2 separate regions of the Mus musculus genome follow, and region 2 is linked to region 1. The links are chromatin contacts, called in public HiChIP or PLAC-seq maps. All regions are on one chromosome and are shown on one strand. The core of a region is the stretch at or near the end of the contact, and the rest is flanking DNA. Distances in the headings are between cores, read along the strand shown. Region 1 has its middle 8.6 kb from the start of Adamtsl4. Region 2 overlaps Otud7b (OTU domain containing 7B).

Region 1 (2,759 bases), core at 227-2,726:
TCCCTAAGGGTCTTAATGAACAAAGTAGCCCACACACATTAGGGTTGTGTGGCTGCAAAGCCCACTGTAGTACTCACGACTGTTGCTGTTGCTGAGTGGTCAGTGGGCCTGGAGACAGTGCACGAGAGGGAGCTTTGCCTTCTGTGAGGGCTGTGCTCTTCAGCACTTTACACTTCGGCTTTCTCCTCTATGAAGTCTGGACTATTAACAGAATCCAGTGTATCTATTCATAGGTTGTCATAAAAACTAAAAGAGAAAGCATGTGTGTGAAAGCTGTAGTCACCTACAAAAATAGCACAATGTTATTGTTAATGATGCTATAAGAGCAAGACTATTTCTAGCTGATGTGCCACTTAAAGTTCCCCGTCTTGACACCTGTGGTGCTCAGCTGTGGGTGCCTTTACTGCTGACAGCATGTTCATATACGCTCGGGCTGGGTGACCGTGATGAGCAGTAACACCCAAGCTTCTGTACTCGGGATACTAGGATTGTGTGTGGCTGCCTGGGTGAAACCTGCCTTCTATTCTTGTTGGTTTTTTTTTGAGACAGGGCATCACTATAGAGCCCAGTCTGACTTTAAACTCCTCCTTCCTCTGTCTCCTGAGTGCCAGGATTAGGGGCATTGAGCTAGGACCTCAACCAACTGGAGACCAGGGCTTCTAAACTTAGCAGGTTTCCTGGGCAGAACCTGAGGTCACTCTGGGCTGAGGAGTTTGAATGGGTTTTGAGGACAGATGCTCTGAGAGAGACAGGAGATCATGGGAGGATGGGTGGGCCCTGCCCAGAGGTGGGGAATCAGGCTGTGGCCTCAAAGCGTGTTGAGAATACAGAGGAACCTATTGTTTCGTTCCTCAGCCTGGAACTGCAGTGAACTGCAGCCACAGCTGAACTGTGACCAATTCCCAGATCAATGGCAGATGCTGGGATAAGGGTGGGAAATATTGCCTTTCGTCTGGAGTAAGTAAGATTATATAACCTCACCTTCCTCCTCAAAGTGTCTCTTAGGAGAATAGGATGATTTGTGTGATAACTGGATCTGTCAACTCATTGAAGAAATTAAACCAAGAATGTTCCACGCACAGAGTTCAGCTCTGGAGGTGACAAGGGCTCTGTCAGTCATTGGAGGGGGTGCCTCTTTAAGAAGTAGGGAGAAATGCAAGGAGATGGGAAGGGGGTGAAAGATCAAGCAGAACAAATTATCTCCATTCCCCGGAGCCTCTAACAAGGCATCTTTTCTTCCTGGGCTGTGGTGGGTCGGCCTCGGCCTCTGGCCACAGGTCAGCCTTATCATGGGAATCTTTCCCACATGAGTCTTGCTGTGACGCCTAGGCACTTCCCTGTATCTCCAGAGAGAGCCAGCTCAGTGTCAAATTAATCTTGACAAATGGCCCTGAAGACTTAAGAGCAGCAGACACAGAAGGGCAGGGAGAAGGGCGCAAGCTCTGCTGTGGTCAGAGGTGGGCTGGGCAGCCACAGGAGAGGCAAGAATTTCAAACATACCAAGGGCCTGAAGTCAGAAATAGGAGAGTCCCAGCCTGCTGTGAGGAAACACGCTGAGGCAGGAGGAAACTTGTTTGGCCTCTGACCACCGGCCCCAAACCATGCCAGTGGACAAAGAATAGAGCAAAAAGGGACCATGTCTGCCCCGGTGCTGGCTAGATCTTATTTGCTTACTTACCCCTCAGCTCCATAGCTCATCACCAAGCTTGTCCTTCGGGACTCTGTCCCCTTTCCAGTTTTACCATCCCAAACAGACCAAGCACCCCCAGCTAGGGCCCTGACACCTCCTTAGAGATGTGTGTGGGGACATACCATAGTCACTAAAGAAGACTGTCATCTCCTTGGGACCAACTACTCACCCCAAATCCCAGAAGCCACTGGGTAGCTCTCAATGTGTATCCAATTATTTTTTTTTAAATATCTATCTATCTATCTACCTACTTATTTATTTTATGTAAGTACACTGTAGCTGTCTTCAGACACACCAGAAGAGGGCATCAGATCTCATTACAGATGGTTTGTGAGCCACCATGTGGTTGCTGGGAATTGAACTCAGGACCTCTGGAAGAGCAGTCAGTCTCTTCACCACCGAGCCATCTCTCCAGCCAGAGCTCTAACTCTCTTGCTGGGTGCAGAGAAGTTTGCTGGACACCTGATCCAGCTTTATATGCACTCGCACCAATCTTTCCAACAAGCCCCCTCTGATTTGTTTCCCTAGGACAACTGACTTGCCAGTCTAGGAGTCCACTGCCCGATCGATGTCCCGGGCAGGTATTTGTTTGTTTGTTTGTTTTGTTTTGTTTTGTTTTTTTGTTAAGTTGACACAAGTTAGAACCTAAACTGAGAAAATGCCCCCATGGATTCTCCTGTAGGCCAGTTGTGAGGTCATTTCTTGCTTAGTGACTGATGTGAGAGGGACCAGTCTTCACTTGTGCATGGTGCCACCTCTGGGCTGGTGGTCCTGGAGTTGTATAAGAAAGCAGGCTGAGAATCCCAGGGGAAACAAGCCAGTCGACAGCACACCTCATGACCTCTGTTTTAGTTTCTGCCTCCAGGTTCCTGCCTTGGCTTCCCCTGATGTTGAACTTGTAACCACTGACCCAAATAAACCTTTTCCTACCCCAAGCTGCTTATGGTCATGGTGTTAACCACAATAGAAAGCAAACTAAACCAGAAATTGGTACCAGGTTCATGGGAAATGGCTGTGATAGTTCTGCCCACTTTTTTTCTTCCACTTCAGGAAGGACTTTAGAACTTTG
Region 2 (2,700 bases), core at 30-2,529, 440 kb after region 1:
AATTACCTGCCTGCCTCTGCTTTCAGAATTCTAGTATTAAAGACCTGAGCCACCACACAAGTTTACCTTATTTTATTTTTTAAGAGTAAAGATTTAAGTTCATTTTGGAGTTAGTCTCTTAATTTTGGACTATTTATGTTTGTTACTTGGATAGTGCCCATGTCCTGTGACAAAGTGGTGAATACAGTGGGCTTTGGAGAGAATTCTCATTTGCATTAGATGAAAAGCCTTTCATTCACCTGTGAATTCTGAAAGCATTTAATTTTTTTTTTTTTTGGACAGGGTCTTTCTTTGTAGCTTTGAATTCTCAATCCTCTCGCCTCTGCCTCTTGAGTGCTGATGTTAGAAATGTGTAATACTTGCCTGCCTTGAAATTCAATACTTTTTATTGTTGTTGTTGTTGAAACACTTTATTCAGAGGCTTGGGGGAAAGTTGTAGAAGTCCATGTTGTCTGCTGTCCTGCCCAGGGCAGACCTTAGAGATCTCCCTGTCACTAAGAGCTTGAAACTCAATTCTTAGGCACAAGTTGCAAGGGGGCTGGGTCACTTCATAGAAAGCTTGGCCAGAAGCTCTTCATGTAGTTCTGGATTAGTGTGAGATTAACAGCAGGGGCTGTTTACCTTAGGCTGGATTGCTGGCTTGGTGCTTAGGATAGTGAAACAGATGCAAATTAGACATTTGTTTATAATGAATTTAGTCACTAGGTATTTATAACTGCCTATTATATTGTAGATACCTTGCTCAGTGTTGGACTAGGGATATGAATAAATCATGCTCTGTACCCATTGGTTTCTTGTATTATTAGAGCACTATAAGAAATAGTGATTTCTCTTTTAAAAAAAAAAATCCAAAGAACTACCACCAACAAAACAATTCAGTTATCAGGTTAGAGACTTATAATTTTTACAACCCACAAAAATTTGCTATTTGCCTTACTAGTTCTAAAAATGTAGAAAAATGGAATCAGATCATACTACAAAAAAGTTGTATTAAGGGATAGAAGAGGAGTGAAGAAAAAAATCCTTGGAGGTCATGCTTAGGCTTTAGGTTTTCGGAGGAATGTATTGTCTGAGTCATCTGTTGTTTTCAACAATTCTGGTTTTGTCTTTTCCAAAAAGATGATTAGTGGGTGCAATGAGACAGTTGGATACCTGGGCACTTTATGAACGAGCCCCTTCTACAGAGCACCGTAAGACTAATGAGTGTGGTCAGAGGTGGATCTCCACCCTATTTTTGCTTTCTCAGCTGGGACTATTAACCTCAGAGGAATGTTGACATGGTGCCAGGCTGTCAGGTCAGGGACATAGTTTCTGCTAAAGTCAAGTCTGAAAGAGGGATCTTTTCTCAGGTAAACTGGCACTCGTTTGTCCTGGGAGACAACTCTTTCTGATTGTGTTTCCTGAGTTCTGCAGTTAGTGACTGTTGGGATGAGCCTCTGGGATCTCCACTCAGAGTGTGGAATAGTTTGTTATTTTGAGAAGTTTCAGCATTCAGTTTACTCTTCCTGTTTTCTCAACTAGCATGAGAATATTAGTCAGCCTTGAAGTCATCTGCTGTATAGTGTTATTTTGTTTAATAAGTATCTACTAAGGGCCAGTGTGCCTTGTACTGTGTCAAGTAGTTCATCCTGAGGATAGATCAGTAAAGAAGACATGCAACTTCCTATTTCCAAAAATTTGACATGAAAATCAAAGGCTAGGGCTGGTGAGATGGCTCAGTGGGTAAGAGCACCTGACTGCTCTTCCGAAGGTCCAGAGTTCAAATCCCAGCAACCACATGGTGGCTCACAACCATCCGTAACGAGATCTGACTCCCTCTTCTGGTGTGTCTGAAGACAGCTACAGTGTACTTACATATAATAAATAAATAAATCTTTAAAAAAAAAAAAAAAAGAAAAAGAAAATCAAAGGCTAGGCAAAGAGTGATTAAAGTACGTTCAGAAGAAAGCCAGAGCATGGTGGCACATACCTGTAATATCAGCATTCACAAGGCTGAGACAGGATGATTGCTACAGGTTTGAGGTTAGCCTGAGCTACATACGAAGCATTGTCTACAAAACCAAAAACCCTTAATAATCAATATGTTTCAGGAGGGACATGAGCATGGCGCCATTTAGGAAATATTGTAGGTCAGAGAGCTTTCTAGGGCAGCAGATTGCTGCCTTCTCCCTTTAGACTGGAGGGGCAGACATGGCACTAGGGTGGGTATAGAGCACTTCCTAGTATATGCAATCCCTGGGCTACATCCTCAGTGCCTTTCTCCTTAAAAATCAAACCAAAACAATGAAAAAAGCAGAAGCAAAGCTTTGTTGAGTAGTTTGTAGTTACTGTAGGTATTAAAATATTGTTAACAAGGAAATGAAATGTGATTCTTCATGAAAAAATTTATTTTTTGTTTGAAAATTCAGTTGGAATGAAGGAACCAGAACAGTTAGCATGTGTTAAGAGACTGTTGAAATCGGGCTGTGATGATGCTGTTCTGGTTAGGTGAGCCTTGTGCATGCATCTCCTTTTCAGGTCAGAGCCTGGATTTGGATCTATGTTCTGCTCACATCCTGCTGCCTGAGAGTACCTGATGATCCCATGACCCTGGACATGGATGCTGTCCTGTCGGATTTTGTTCGTTCCACAGGTGCAGAGCCAGGGCTGGCTCGAGATCTTCTAGAAGGTAAGGAGAAAGTGAGAAAAGAGAAAGCAAAA

Evidence for each region. HiChIP or PLAC-seq counts read pairs in DNA pulled down with a chosen protein or histone mark.
Region 2: a contact with region 1 is called in a FOXA1 HiChIP or PLAC-seq map of pancreatic cancer cells. The contact joins two enhancer-like sites. A contact is called at or near these places in 3 of 39 promoter capture datasets (hematopoietic stem and progenitor cells, liver and pre-B cells) and 1 of 115 datasets of contacts at active chromatin or transcription factors (pancreatic cancer cells).

Annotation. Positions count from the first base shown.
Region 1 is chr3:95,695,160-95,697,918 of GRCm38.p6, forward strand. No RefSeq gene overlaps it. Among named protein-coding and RNA genes, the nearest start is that of Adamtsl4, 8.6 kb to the left of the region's middle. Within about 2 kb of position 1,477, at least 120 of the 459 cell types and tissues checked have an H3K27ac peak or open chromatin away from gene starts, as enhancers often do. A contact at or near this core is called in pancreatic cancer cells, where this site is marked.
Region 2 is chr3:96,133,957-96,136,656 of GRCm38.p6, forward strand. Otud7b (OTU domain containing 7B) reads left to right here. Exons shown (of 12, transcript NM_001025614.1): 2 at 2,518-2,668. The coding sequence starts at 2,584. Among named protein-coding and RNA genes, the nearest start is that of Mtmr11, 27 kb to the right of the region's middle. Within about 2 kb of position 1,280, at least 25 of the 459 cell types and tissues checked have an H3K27ac peak or open chromatin away from gene starts, as enhancers often do. A contact at or near this core is called in pancreatic cancer cells, where this site is marked.